Regions from separate parts of the Gossypium hirsutum genome. Here region 1 is linked to region 2. Evidence: chromatin contacts called from public Hi-C data. All regions are on one chromosome and are shown on one strand. Each heading gives the region's core, a stretch centred on a gene start, on an enhancer-like site or on the middle of the called end of the contact. The rest is flanking DNA. Distances are from core to core; before and after follow the strand shown.

Evidence for each region. A called contact is a pair of places that touch in the nucleus more often than the background predicts.
Region 1: a contact with region 2 is called in a Hi-C map of leaf, with 3 times the contacts expected there. The contact joins the promoter of LOC107888752 here to the promoter of LOC107888858 in region 2. A contact is called at or near these places in 18 of 34 Hi-C or Micro-C datasets (anther, callus, fibers and 4 more).

The regions. Positions count from the first base shown.
Region 1 is chrA09:16,703,571-16,710,489 of Gossypium_hirsutum_v2.1, forward strand. It overlaps LOC107888752 (mitochondrial import receptor subunit TOM20), which reads left to right and starts at 1,804. Exons shown (of 6, transcript XM_016812944.2): 1 at 1,804-2,092; 2 at 2,198-2,276; 3 at 2,370-2,539; 4 at 2,654-2,701; 5 at 3,354-3,452; 6 at 5,053-5,396. The coding sequence starts at 1,997. The coding sequence ends at 5,142. It overlaps LOC107888751, which reads left to right and starts at 6,502. Exons shown (of 8, transcript XM_016812942.2): 1 at 6,502-6,894. The coding sequence starts at 6,691.
Region 2 is chrA09:16,534,093-16,541,291 of Gossypium_hirsutum_v2.1, forward strand. LOC107888858 (sulfite oxidase) reads right to left here and starts at 3,633. Exons shown (of 12, transcript XM_016813105.2): 1 at 3,235-3,633; 2 at 2,816-2,931; 3 at 2,647-2,709; 4 at 2,367-2,403; 5 at 2,202-2,283; 6 at 1,811-1,929; 7 at 1,598-1,693; 8 at 1,325-1,435; 9 at 1,139-1,240; 10 at 333-380. The coding sequence starts at 3,309.

The sequences.
Region 1 (6,919 bases), core at 554-3,053, 170 kb after region 2:
GATGCCCTTTGAATTGGACCTATATCTGTTTGTACTGAGTGGAAATCTCTCTTTCAATGTGTTCTTTCTAATGAACTCTTTGTTTTATGTTTCTAATGAATACAAAAAAGAAAAAAAAATCATTATCTCTAAAACTTGGTAAATTTCGAGTATGAATTAGAAAAGAATTACAAGCGAAAATAGAATAGAAAATATGAACAAGATGATAGGTATTTATATATTCAGTTGGAGAGAGAAGCATTGTCGTAATCGTTGTAACATAAAGAGTATGACACATGGATTTCTTGTTTAATGGATTTCTTGTTTAAGTTTTATTTTTTTTCTTATATTCATGTTAGACAAATTTGACAGAAATCATCAACACTATTATTGTTGTCTTTATTTGCTCACAATCAAAACGTCCAGGGGTTAATTTACTTACTTTTTTTTAAAAGACCAATTTTTTCATGTTCGAAATGTACAAGACCCAATGGGTATTTACATCTCTATAATTTATAAAAGTATATATGGCGATTGAAAGTTTTTATTCCATTAGCAGGGTTGAGATTTTTCCACATATCTTATTTATTTTTTTAATCATCTTAAGGATACATGACAAAATCCTAACATTACTTATGGAGTTAAAACTTTCTACCATCAATATAATAAATAACTATACATATATTAATATATATTTTTAAATATATAATTTAAATATTAATATATTTAAAAATAAAATAAAAATTAACCAATTAACTAAAATAGCTTAAATAATAAATTAAAAAATACAAATATTGTTAAATATATTTAATAGTTTATTTTTTTAAAATTTTAATATATTGTTAAGAAATTAAAAATGTTTAATTTTTACTTGATTAGAATTAAAAATGTTTCAAAAATTTTAAGTGTTAATACCAACATACATGCATGTTTGTTGTACAAATTTAAAACGAAAGTTTTATTTTTAATGAATTTAAATTTATAAATTATGTATGATTGTGCTAAACACCGTAAAATTAATTTTTTTAATATATTTGGGACTAATTTTAATTTTTAATTTGTTTCATAAAATATTTTTTAAATAAAAACTTTTTTGACTAATAAATAGTTAATTTCACTATGCTAAATTAAATTTTTTATTCTAATTCATTATATGAATTTTTATTAATATAAAAATTCATAAATACTTATATTAAATATATTTTTAAAAAATTTAAATTGTAAAACTAACTACAAAAAATTAAAGTTTATTATGTTATAATGTATGCTAATTAGATTCTTATTTATAAGGATTTTTATGTTAATTAGATTTTATTATAATAAAGATTGTTTTATAGAATTGAGTTTTTTTTATTTGATGGAAAGAAAAAAAAAGACTATACCTTCGTTATATGAAATATGAATAAGTAATAAAATGATGGATATAATATTAGAAATTGTATATATCATATATATATGTATATAATAATTTAAGACATTATTTTTATAAAATAAAATATTGAATTACAAAATATATAAAATAAATTATAAAATTATAAAATAATTTAATATTTTTTAATTGATACGTACAATCAACAACGTACCGTTGGATAAGAAAACTAATATTAATATATATTTAATATATTTATATTAAGTCATTAATTCGAATATTTTATTTGGTCAAAACAATAATTCGAATATTAGTTGAAGCTTGACTGCCAAAATGAATTTATTCAGAGATTGTCCTTCCAAGAAAGCAAGCCCAAGCCCAATATTATCCTATATTTGCATCCTAAGCCCATTTTAGAAAAGAGGACTATAACCCTTAAATGTGAAAATACCCGAAAAACCCAGTTTATTTATTTATTTGTTTTCCATTTTTCTTTAACGGAAACTGAACATTAGCAGCAGTTTCCAATTGGCCGCCATTGTGGTCGGAACTGAGAAGAAGCCATAATCACTGTTTTCTCTAAGCTTATTATATAAGAAATATCGAACCCGATAAAAGAAGAAGAAGAAGAAGTTAGAACGAGCAGCCATGGAATCGTCGAGTGAGCTCGATAGGCTGCTCTTTTTCGAGCAAGCTCGTAAAATTTCCGAAGCTACTTACGCTTCCAATCCTCTCGATGCCGACGTTCGCTTCCTCCTTCTGTCGATCTTTTCTCTTCTTCTTCTTCCTCTTTTTTTCCAATTAAAATTGATATTTGGCTAATTTTTAATTTATATTTATTGTTTGCAGAACTTAACAAGATGGGCTGGAGCTTTACTTGAGTTGTCTCAGTTTCAAAGCGTTCCAGATTCACAGAAAATGATTCAAGGTTCTCATAATATATATACACATAAAATTTAATTTCATTCATTGGTAATTCAAATATTAATTTTCTTGGTTACTAAAAATTTATTGTGAACAGATGCTATTTCGAAGCTAGAGGAGGCTTTGTCGATTAACCCTAAAAAGCATGATGCTTTATGGTGTTTGGGAAATGCTCAGACTTCTTTTGCATTTTTGACTAACAAGGAAGATGAGGCCAGGCCTTACTTCGAAAAGGCAGCTCAATATTTCCAGCAAGCAGTTGATGAGGTTTTTCTGTAGTTTTGTTTGGCTAAAGTATCAATTACTGCATTTATGGATGGATCTATAGATTCATTGCTTGAATGCTCTTTTTTTTTTAACTTGGTAGCTTTGTATTTGTAGGATCCCAGCAATGAAATTTACCTGAAATCTTTGGAAATATCTGCTAAGGTAGGTCTCTCTCCATACTTGGTACGATTTATTCTTTAAATAATGCTTATATTTCATCTGATTTTTAACTTTCAATGGCCGAGTACAACATGTATTTACTTTTGGAAGTGTGAGATGGAGCATATTGATTCTATTTCATGACTGTTAGATAAATTCCTTGTGTTGTCCTTAGATGTTAAATGCGGAATAGTTTGCAAACCTTGCAGAAGATTGCTCCACCCTTTGTATTGATCCTACTGGTTAACTTGCACATTAACGTCTCTTGAAATGATTGCAACCATTCTTTTTTTTTTTTTTTGGCCGAATGCTGTGAAATTCAGATGCATATGGATATAGCTCGGTATTATATAGAAATATATCTAGTCATGGTAGTCTAGATTTTGTTTGCCTATATATCTTACACTGATAAATTTCAGAATAAATAAAACTTGAGATTTGTGGTAATAGACGCATTCTAAGGGCATATAAACATGACTACCTTAGGACAAATTAATTGTACAGAACACATTTTCTGCCTTGTTTGAAGCCAATCAGTTAAGAGGTTTCTTAAAGCCAAACTAGAGGGAGGTATTAAGTTCAAAATGTTCCATGCGCCATTTGTTCTCTGCAATCCTCCTTACCTTTGATTTCTTAATTCTTACTGTTACCTCAGGCTCCAGAGTTACACCAGGAAATCATTAAGCAAGGTTTAGGTCAACAGATGCTTGGTGCTGGACCCTCTACTTCTACTTCTACCTCCAGCTCAGCAAAGGTAGTCCTTAGAGTTTCTTCCTTTTGCATTCCATTTCTTCTTATTTTCACTTTTTTTTTCCCCTGCTTTTGACCCTATCATGTCTCTGTGGTTTACGTTGTCAAGTGCTGCTTAATTTATCATTGAGGCTTGCATGAGGCTTTGTAAAGGGCAAAGGTCACATAGTTATCTTTTTGTCTATGTTTTTCCTTGATTGACTTTTAAATTTGTTTATAGGTTCAGTGAAACAACATTTAATATTAGATCGATTGCTGATTTATTAAGGTTAATTTAGGGGACATGCAGTTATGCTTCCATGCAACATGTGGAAGTGCATGCCGAAGCTCCTTAGGAGCAGGATCCAGCTCATGGCTTTTGTCTTTTATAATGGAATTCTTGCAGCGAGAGATGAGATGTATAGGTTAGTAGTTTTAAGTCATTGGGTGATTGACGAGAAAGTCAAAATCGATTGGTTTCCCTTTATCATGATTCTTGGAATGACTTATGGTGATTGATAATTCAGCTCGTTAAAGGGAGACTGAAACCTTTCTGCCGATTGAAGAGAGATTGAAAGCTTAGGTCTCATTAAAAAGAGACCTGAATCTCTTTAAGGTTTTTGATAGAAATTCTGCTTAGCATTTTATTATTTCATAGGTCCCTTCAAATTAGGACCAATTTTATCACATAAAGAGGAAACCTATTCTTAGAAGGAAGCTAAATTCAACTGAAATAAAAGTATAATCATGAAAACTAAGGAAAGAAATAAATTCACAACCTAAGCCTTAGTTAGAGAATCGAAATTGAACTAATGTTCGACTCTAAAATAGGTTCAGCCCAAACAGGTGGGATCAATAACCACAAGCTTATGCTATACTTTTTATTTTTCTTTAATTACCAGTGCATTTAAGTTTACAAGAGCCATTATTGACATTTGGGCTTTTGAGCTTTTATTGGTGAAGGAAAACTTGAGCAAAGTGGTAATCAATTAATCACAGGATTAGAGTAGGTAGATACAAACGTGCTATGGAGGAAATGTTTGATACCAAGGCACGAGATATTATTACAATGGCAAAAGGTCTAATCATGCTTTATGTTACCATGTATTGAGTTAGAAACGACACATCTCTACCCTAAAATGAGCATGGCTGAAATGAGGAAAGCTGCAGCAGCGGAGGACAAATCAGGAGATTGTTTTTAGATGATTGAATCCTGCATAATGTAGACCTAGAATGCTTTTGTGCACGAGTGGTTTTGGTAATGAAGAGGGGTAAAAGCTTGCAAAATATCACATAAATGTAAGTAGTTTGGCAGGAAGTAACCTAACAATGTAAACATTGATCTAGTGAGATGGAGATAACGGATTTCATGTAGCTTACTTTTGCAGACTGCTGATTGAGCTGCTGGATTTTCTCAAATTCCCATCAAATGCTTTTCTTATGATGAATAAGGGGATTATTAGCTAAGAATGAGCATACGTTCAGTCACTGTTTCAACCATGTTACGATTCTCTTTCATTTGAAGTGCAAATTTGTATGCAGTGTTACTTGAAGGCCATGATCTTTTTTTTTTTTATATATATATATTATTCCTTTGTATGAATTCTCTGTTTACCTTCTTGCAGACTGCTACAAAAAATAAGAAAAGTAGTGATCTCAAATACGACATTTTCGGATGGGTAATCCTTGCTGTTGGCATTGTTGCATGGGTTTGATTTGCAAAATCTCAGATACCATCTTCACAGCTGCCACCACTACCACCACGATAATCACAGGATGCAAGCAACGCCCCGACATCTAAATGCTGTTTGCATTGATTCAAACAGCCCTAATTTACGTTAGTTTAGTTTTTTTGACCTTATTCGTGCTTCTCGGCTAATGCTTGAACACTAGTCATTTACAGTACAATTGCTTTATTTGGAGAATAGTTGAGTGATTATTAACATGAAAAATTTTTCTGTTGATTATTTATTCGAATCTATACTTTTTGTTTTTGTTCAAATTTGTCAATAGGGAAAAGTGATTCTTTTTGTATATTAAAAAAAAAACAATATTAGAAGGATCTTTGGATTGAATTGAGAAGGGCAGATATACATTTTGCTACCTGAATTTGGCTTTAAGATCTAAATTGGTACTTTAAGTTTTTCTTTTTGGGTTCAGTTAGGTATTTGAATTTAGCTTTAAGGTTCAATTTGGTACTTAAAATTTAATCTAGTCCAATTAGATATATGAACTTGGCATTTATGGTTTAAATTGGTAATTGAACTTGGCTTTTTGGTCCAAACTAATAGTTACAATAAATGATTTATTTGAACCAATTTGAACTATGTAGCTAGTTTTTAACATATATCTTAACTAAAAAGGCAAGTTTAAGTACTTAATTTGACAAAAAAAAATAAAAAAGAAGGGAATTTTGGGTACCAAATTGAGTCTTGAGGCCAAGTTTAGGTACCTAATTGAATTTAGCTTCAAGGTTCAATTTGATACTTAAAGTTTAATTTGGTCTAAATGGGTACATGAACTTGGCTTTCTGGTCTAAATTAATAGTTACAATAAATGATTTATTTGAACCAATTTGAACTAGATAACTAGTTCTTAAGCATATGTTTAAACCAAAAAGCCAAGTTTAGGTAACTTAATTTGACAAAAAGAAATGTTTAGGTACCAGGTAGTTAATTTGACAAAAAAAAAAAGAAAAGAAAAGGAGTTTAGGTACTAAATTGAATCTTGAGTTCAAGTTAGATAACTAATTGGACAAAAAAAAACCTTTAGATACTAATTTAAACCTTGAAATCAAATTCATATACCAAATGTATATTTACCCAATTGAGAATTGTTTTTAAAGGATGGTATTTAACCAGAGTTTTAGATAATTGAAGGATAAGAGTGGATAGTGTGAATTTAATATTTGTGGTTTTTGCAAATTTAGATATTGGAGTGAATATCATATCAGTTCTAATTTAGATTAGCTTTTCAGCTGATAATTTCTTTAATTATTGTAAATTGTAGTGGCTTGGTGGATTTGGATGGAAAACAACCGTCATACGGGCCTAAGATCATTTTAATAGAAGTTGGGTTTATTTAGGCCTATATTGTGGCAATAAATAAAATAAATCGAAATTTCTTGCTGCTTCCGGTCATACTTGGCTGATCTCTATAAAATGTGAACCAAAAACAGTTGATTCATCATCATTCTTAACTGCTTTTTGAAACCTCTTCTCAATTCCAGATAAAACTAAAGCATTCATTCGTGCCTCCTGCAAATGGCGGGAACGAAACTGTTCCCTACCCAATCCACTCACTCCCTTTCCTTTCGCCACTTTTTCGCACTCGCTCCGCCGCGTGCGGTGTCGTATCCCACCCGTGTCCGCCTCGACTGTGCTAAACTCACTAGGCTTCGCGTCTTAGCTATGGCGGCTAAAAGGAGTCCGAAACGTCTCAAGTACTCTGCTCCTCGCGTTTCCAAGGTCTAATTTCTTCTCAATTTAGTCA
Region 2 (7,199 bases), core at 2,383-4,882:
ATATAATCGTTCGGGTTTTTTAACTCCACAAGCAGGGTCATATGATTACCATGCCTATTTAATTATAGATAATTGATTATTTTTTAAGTGTATAAATGCAGACAGCAACAGTTTAAAGCCACTTGTGCAGTTAAAAAGCTCTATTGCCGGTGTATTGGACCATTATCTCAAGTATAAACAAGAAATAACCTTTATAGAGTTGACTGTAATTCTAAAAATCATGCAGGCCAGATGAAATATGACTGAATAAAGGCTAGTAAATCTCATAATGACAGGATTATAATCATGTTTACATACACCATTATAGAGCAATTATTGAAAGGAGAACTAACCTTTCCGGGTTTAATTGACTGCACATCTTCCAAAGAACAAATCACAGACTGCCAACCAACAAAGAAACTAAATATTAGTCAGGACATTCAAGCAAATTCAGTTTGTAAAAATTTCTGGCTAAAACATTAAAAAAGCCCCAAACTATACTGGTTAAAGGTCATGGATTTATGTTAACGGCTTATTTATGTATAAGTTAAAATGTAAAAACAGCTTTTCTGGATCTTTATTTTTCTGTTAACACATTGTTTCCATACTGCAGTGCTGTCAAGGGCACAAGGCTCACTCTAGGTTCTAGAACCCTTACATTGCCTCAGACGCAAGGAGCAAAAAAAGCACTAGCTTAAGTGAAGTAAAGCGTAATATGTTTGTGTGAGTTTTTGCAAGTCTGGCTGTGTATTATGTAATATATAAAACTTAAGATATATAGTAAACTCTAAAGTGGTGTAGTTTATCTACAAAACATACAACTTTTTTATTGGTCAAAACGCATGATTTCCTTATGGTCAATGATTGTTGTTTAATGCTCAAAATTTGGAGAGTTTGATAAAATCCCTTTCTTACTTGTAAATGCATATCAAATGAAAACAGTGAAAAATAAAAGAAACTAAGTGCAATTCAATCAAGCAGGCCTTTTTTTAGTTCTTATCGCCTTACAAAAAAGCATACCTAAGTGCACCAGGCATGTGCCTAATCAAAAGGGCAAACTAGAAAACTTAGACTAAAGGTGTTAAATACCCTTCCTTGAAGCTATTCGCATGCAATATACATATAAGATTAGACTAATCAAATCAAAATCAAGTAACACCTGAACTGGGAAATCCATTTGTGGCCTCCTTGTAGACCAATTGATGTTATCCCAATCAACAGAGGGCGGAAACATCTTGTAATCTTTTTGCATGAAGAAGCCCTAGAAGGTAGTAAAAGGAACTCAATCAGATAACAAAGCGGAAAATGATAAAATTGATTTAATATAAAGAAACCTCTCTTCTACCTGGCATTCTTCAGCTATTATGTTGATAGAATCAAGCCACTTGACAGAACGTGCACCTATAACACCTGGCACAATTACTCTCAATGGATAACCATGATCCCTGTTGAGAGGCTTTAGCATGATAACAAGACACTTCCCCGTGTTAGAGAAACAAACTGAGCCATTATGCTCCCAAAAACCATTCATCATGGTGAGAAAAAGAAACGTTGATGAAGCCCAACCAAATGCATACTATAGAAAAGAATATGATATGGTGAGAGCAACTTTCCTTACCTCTTCATTCATCTCATAAGCAAGTAAAACATCTGCTTCAGGGTTAGTGGCTTGACTAAGTGGAATCGATGCCTTGTATGGGCCCCCATTCTCCTCCTACATTTATTTCGAACACAAAAGGCAGAATATGAAGTGATGTTCTCCAATTGACAGGAAAAAAGTCATTGAACGGAAGAAAAGTTGACAATGAAATTCAATCGGGCACCTTACTACCTTACACTTATCAATGCTCACAAATTCCACGTGTTTTCCACCAGACTGAGTGCTACACGTCAACTTTGGTATCCCGATGAGTTCAAGTACATCAGCTAATTTGGCACCGCCCCAGACAGCTGTAAGGTCAGAAAGATGATAAACAGAATATTTTCAAAGGTCATTTCAAATGTGATTATGAATACTAAATTAACAGAACAGCATGATAAGATAAATAGATTTGAGGGTGAAATCAATAGAAAGCCTAAAGAAATAAGTTGATTCATTCATGATTTTGTACACCAACAAGTGTGTGAACAGTGAAAATGCCTATATGCATGTCTACCTATGCACGCACACATGAAATGTTAGTTTGAAAAACTATTGCAAATTGGAGATTGAGAAAGCAAACCATTCCCTATAGCAGAAACATCCCAGCCAACTCCTCTCACTTTTCGAGTTTTGCTCATGGCTGTCCTCCTATTACCTGCACACTGAATAAAACATCTAAGGCAAATCAGTGAACAAACACAACAATCTCAGTGCTACAGCATGACATATGTTGAACGAAACTTACCTGTAAAGTGGCAGTGACATTGTATTTTGGCAGCATCCTGTTAGTCATTGAAAATTCTCAATACATTGTTCGGAAAACAGACTAACGTATTGAAGAATATAATCAGAAAAGAAACTAGAGAATAAAATGAACTGTATTCATGCAAGATTAATTATCAGAAATTCCTAAAAGATACAGTTAGTTTCTTGCATGAACTGTATTCATGCAAGATTAATTATCAGAAATTCCTAAAACATACAGTTAGTTTCTTGGATTGCAATTGGCAATGCTCATCACTCACCTTACATCTCTCATATACAGCTTTTTTGGAGTTCTAATTAAACCACATATATCGACACAATATCTGCATTCCAAAACAAGCCTGGAAGTCAGTAAGGATTCCCATCAAGACAAACAAGTTTAAAAAGTTCTAATAACAGTTAGCATGGAATAAGGACAGGGTCTATAACCTATCTATGTCATCGACTAGGGGGATTGGTCCATGATTTCTCTTGTAGAACAAATCAACAGGAGTCACATAAGAGGAAGCTAAAGCAGAACGCGGCGGCTCGGCATTGAAGGGCACCTACATCAAAGATGCCAATACCAAGTGGATTACTCATTGAAAGTCCGATCAATGAACATATTCAATAGGCAAAGAAACATCTTTATTAGCAATTTGGATACCCTTTTTCTTTAATGAAATTAAATCAATCACCATAAAATATTATACAATGAATCAAGTTTACTAGGAACCTAAATACCTATTCTTTTTCACTGCTTAATATCAATACACATAAAAAGTCCTTTCTATAAATAAAATCGACATAAAAACAAATGAAATTCAATAAAGAGAGTGATTAAACAGCAAAAAAAAAAAAACACTTGCCTTGGAGTTGATTTGAAGAGAAGGATGGCGTGGGGGTTCTTGTGAATAATCAGAGGGTCCCTTTATTCCTGGCATTTCCCCTTCTTCTAGGGTTCCCTGAAAAACTCAAAAACTGAAGCTATCAAAGTTGAACCGGCAATGAAGAAACTAGAGGAAGAGACTGTGTAGGTGTGTGTCGGCTTTTTAGCTAAGTTCCAACGGATGGTTTGGTGATGACGAGACCACCATTACATAGGGAAAGAGGGCAATCATTCACCGTCCATCTGCAAGTAGGACCCACTTCAACGATGAAGATAAAATCTTTGATTATTTTAATTTTATAAAAACGCCAACGATGGAGACAAACTCTATTTTATGGGTTGGTTTTGTGGTGTTTAATTTACGAGTCTTCATGGAATCCACATAGTTGACGACGATATCCACAAAGCGTTTTTATCTTAGCCAAATTTTTATTGCTTTTTAATTTTCTATTATAATTTACGATTTATACTTTTTCAAATTTAATTTTTATACTATTTTTCTAAAATTTATTTCTATTAATTTATCATATTTTAATATTTAAATTTAACTGATATAATTATTAAATTTATCAATATAACGTTTTAATCATGTAATTAATAAAATGACATTGTAATAAAACAAAATTTAATAAAAAATTAATAATATAAATAATTGAATATAAATTTTAAAATCTAAAAACTAAAACAACTAAATTCATAAAAATAAAATAATAAAAATTTTAGAAAAATATAAAGAGTTAACTTTACAAGTTTGTTTATACCAACTTCACTAATCTTTTAATTCTTACTATCTCACACTAAAACGGTGGAAAGATATGAAGAATTTAGGGAATTTTTTCAAGTTTCATTTTTGTCAATCACGCAAATAATTGATTAAATTAGAATAATAAATAATATGTTATACTTTTTGGGTGAAAAATATTTAGTTAAAAATAAATTTATAAAAAAATTATATTAAATTTTGATTGAAATCGTAAAATTGTATTTTTTGAGATTTTGTTTTACTTTTAAATCTTTTTATTTCTAAATTTATTTTAAGTTTAAATAATATTTTTAATTGAAGTATGTCCGCATTTCAAAATGGAATAATGGAACGTGGGGTGGAGTAAAGTTCCAAGAATCGAATGTGAATCTTATTTGATGGCCCAAAAAGAATGTGGATCTTTTTGTGACGATAGCCACAAAGCATGTCAATTAACAAAGGCTGACACTAGGTTTTCACAATCCACTTAAATTAGCTTTTTCACTAAATAATCAGCTTTTTAAATTAAATCAACTTTTCAAACTATTTTTTTAACTTGAATTCAATGTCAAATTTTACATCCTCATTTATGTTAATTATAAATATAATTATAATTATATTATTTTTTTATAAATAACTTATATTATATTAATTTTAAAAATTATTTAAAATTTATATTTGTTAACAATGGTTATGTAAATTATTTTTTATATATTTTTGGATAAAGGGCGTAAAAAATTTTTAATTTTTTTTAAAAAAGCAATTAAGTCCTTATTTTTTTCACTCAATTGGGTACTTAAACTTTTAAAATGCATCAAAAAAGCCCTCAAAATTTTTTAAATAAAGCAATTAAGGTCCTTTTTTTTGCACTCAATTAGGTACTTGAATTGTCAATATATATCAAAAAAGCCCTTTCACTGTTAATTTTAATAGTTGACTGTTAAAGTTAACCACTCCTAATTTTTTTAAGTTAAAGCCACCACGTGTCACAACCATAGTATGACACGTGGCAAAAAAATGATAAAAATAAAAATAAATAAATTTTATTAAATTTTAATAAAAATATAATTATAAATCAGAACAAAATTATAAAAATCATAAAAATTATAAAAATTTATTAAAAGCGTAAAAAATTATAAAATATAGAAAAAAAATTATAAAATTTTATAAAGTCATAAGAAAATTATAAAAAAGGAAAGAAATATAAAATTCGTAAAAAAATATAAAAATTATCATACCAAAAGAAGAATTTTATAATTTTTCTATAACTTTTATTGGTTTTTATTTTTATCATTTTTCGCCACACGCCATGTTGTATTGCTACACATGATGGTTGTATTGCTACACATGATGGCTTTATTTGAAAAAAAAAACTGGAGGCCGTTAACTTTAACGGTCAACAGTTAAAGTTAATGGTTAAAGGGCCTTTTAATGCATTTTATATTTTTTTTTCTAATTTTTAGTAAATTTAAAATATTTTAATTTTTATTAAAATTCAATAAACTTTATTGTTTTTTATTTTCTATAAATTTTTTATCACATATCACGCAGTAGTTGTGACATGGGGTGGTTTTAACTAAAAAAAATTATGAGTAGTTAACTTTAACGGTCAACTGTTAAAGTTGATAGTCAAAGGGTTATTTTAATACATTTTGACAGATTAAGTACCTAATTGAATGCAAAAAAAAAAGTAGGCTTAATTGCTTCTTTTTTTTTTGAAAAAGTTTGAGGTCTTTTTTATACATTTTGAAAGTTCAAGTACACAATTGAGTGCAAAAAAAAAAGCAGGGGTTTAATGGCTTTTATTAAAAAAATTTTAGGGTATTTTTGATGCATTTTAAAAATTCAAGTACCCAATTGAGTGCAAAAGAAAAAAAATAGAGGGGCTTAATGGCATTTTATTTTTTGAAAAAGATTGAAGGTTTTTTTGTTGCATTTTAAAAATTATACCCAATTGAGTGGAAAAAAAAAACCAGAAGCTTAATTGCTTTTTTTTTTTAAGTTTGAGGATTTTTTACAATATTTTTTTTATAATAACTTGTATTTGTTATATTGAAATAATACCAACATGGTATTAGGGTAATAATAAAGACATGAAAAAGGAACGGTACTTTGCATTTGATTCAATTATTCCGTTAGATATGAAAGTTTATTAATTTATAAGAATTATATTTACTTGTAATTTTAATGTAAAAAATATGATTTATATATTAAAATTAAATTTTAAAAAATTAATTATATCAATCGTTTAAATGTATTTAAAAATAATATTTTATATATTATAATATTAATGATTTTAAATATCATTTAAATGTCCTTATTTTTTATTTTATAAGATTATGTCTAAACTAACTCTTTATCTTTTCACAATATATTTTATAGAAACTACTGTTTTTAAAAATACTTTTTAAATCACTTTTCAAAGAGATTTGTTATTAATCATTTAGTCATTTTATTATTATTTTTTAATGTATTTGGGTTTGAGGAATACTGTTATTTGAAATTGAGGTATTGGTTTGCTTTGAGTTTTGAATAATGAGTAAAATCATTTGAGTTTATTTTGAGAATTAAAATATTTTTAAATATATATCTATCATAGTCGATTGAGTCTTAGCTTAATTAATATTGATATTGTTGTTAATGTAGGAGGACGTGGGTTCAAGTGCGCTGAAGTATATTATCATCCTATTTATAGGTTAGGAAGGGCCATAAATAGTTCTAAGCATTGTATCAAAAAAAGAGCAGATATGATAAAAAATTATAATAAGATTGTTCAAAAAAATATCTATAATAAACTGTGCAAATACTCTTTAAATTTTTGTACATTTCAAAATATGTAAATTAATCTCTCTTATAAAAAGTAATTTACTCTTTATACATTTCTATTATAAGCAAATAATCAATGACAATATTGATGACTTCCTTAAAATTTGTAAGATGCAACAATGCAACAATATCAAGAAAAAGAAAGAAAAACCAAATTGGAATAAGAAATTCACATCTCATCTAATTACTTTGTTTTTTTTTTAATCTAATTTTCATTGAAAGGAAAAAAAAAAAACTTGAGTCAACTGTTTAACCCATAATTTATTGACTTTTTAGTGATAAAGTTTATATTTAATCTGTATAATCTATTGAAAATTTCTCACCATCCTCCTTGTTAGTGCCAATTACAGTTATTAGATGCAATGCCTGTTGCAACT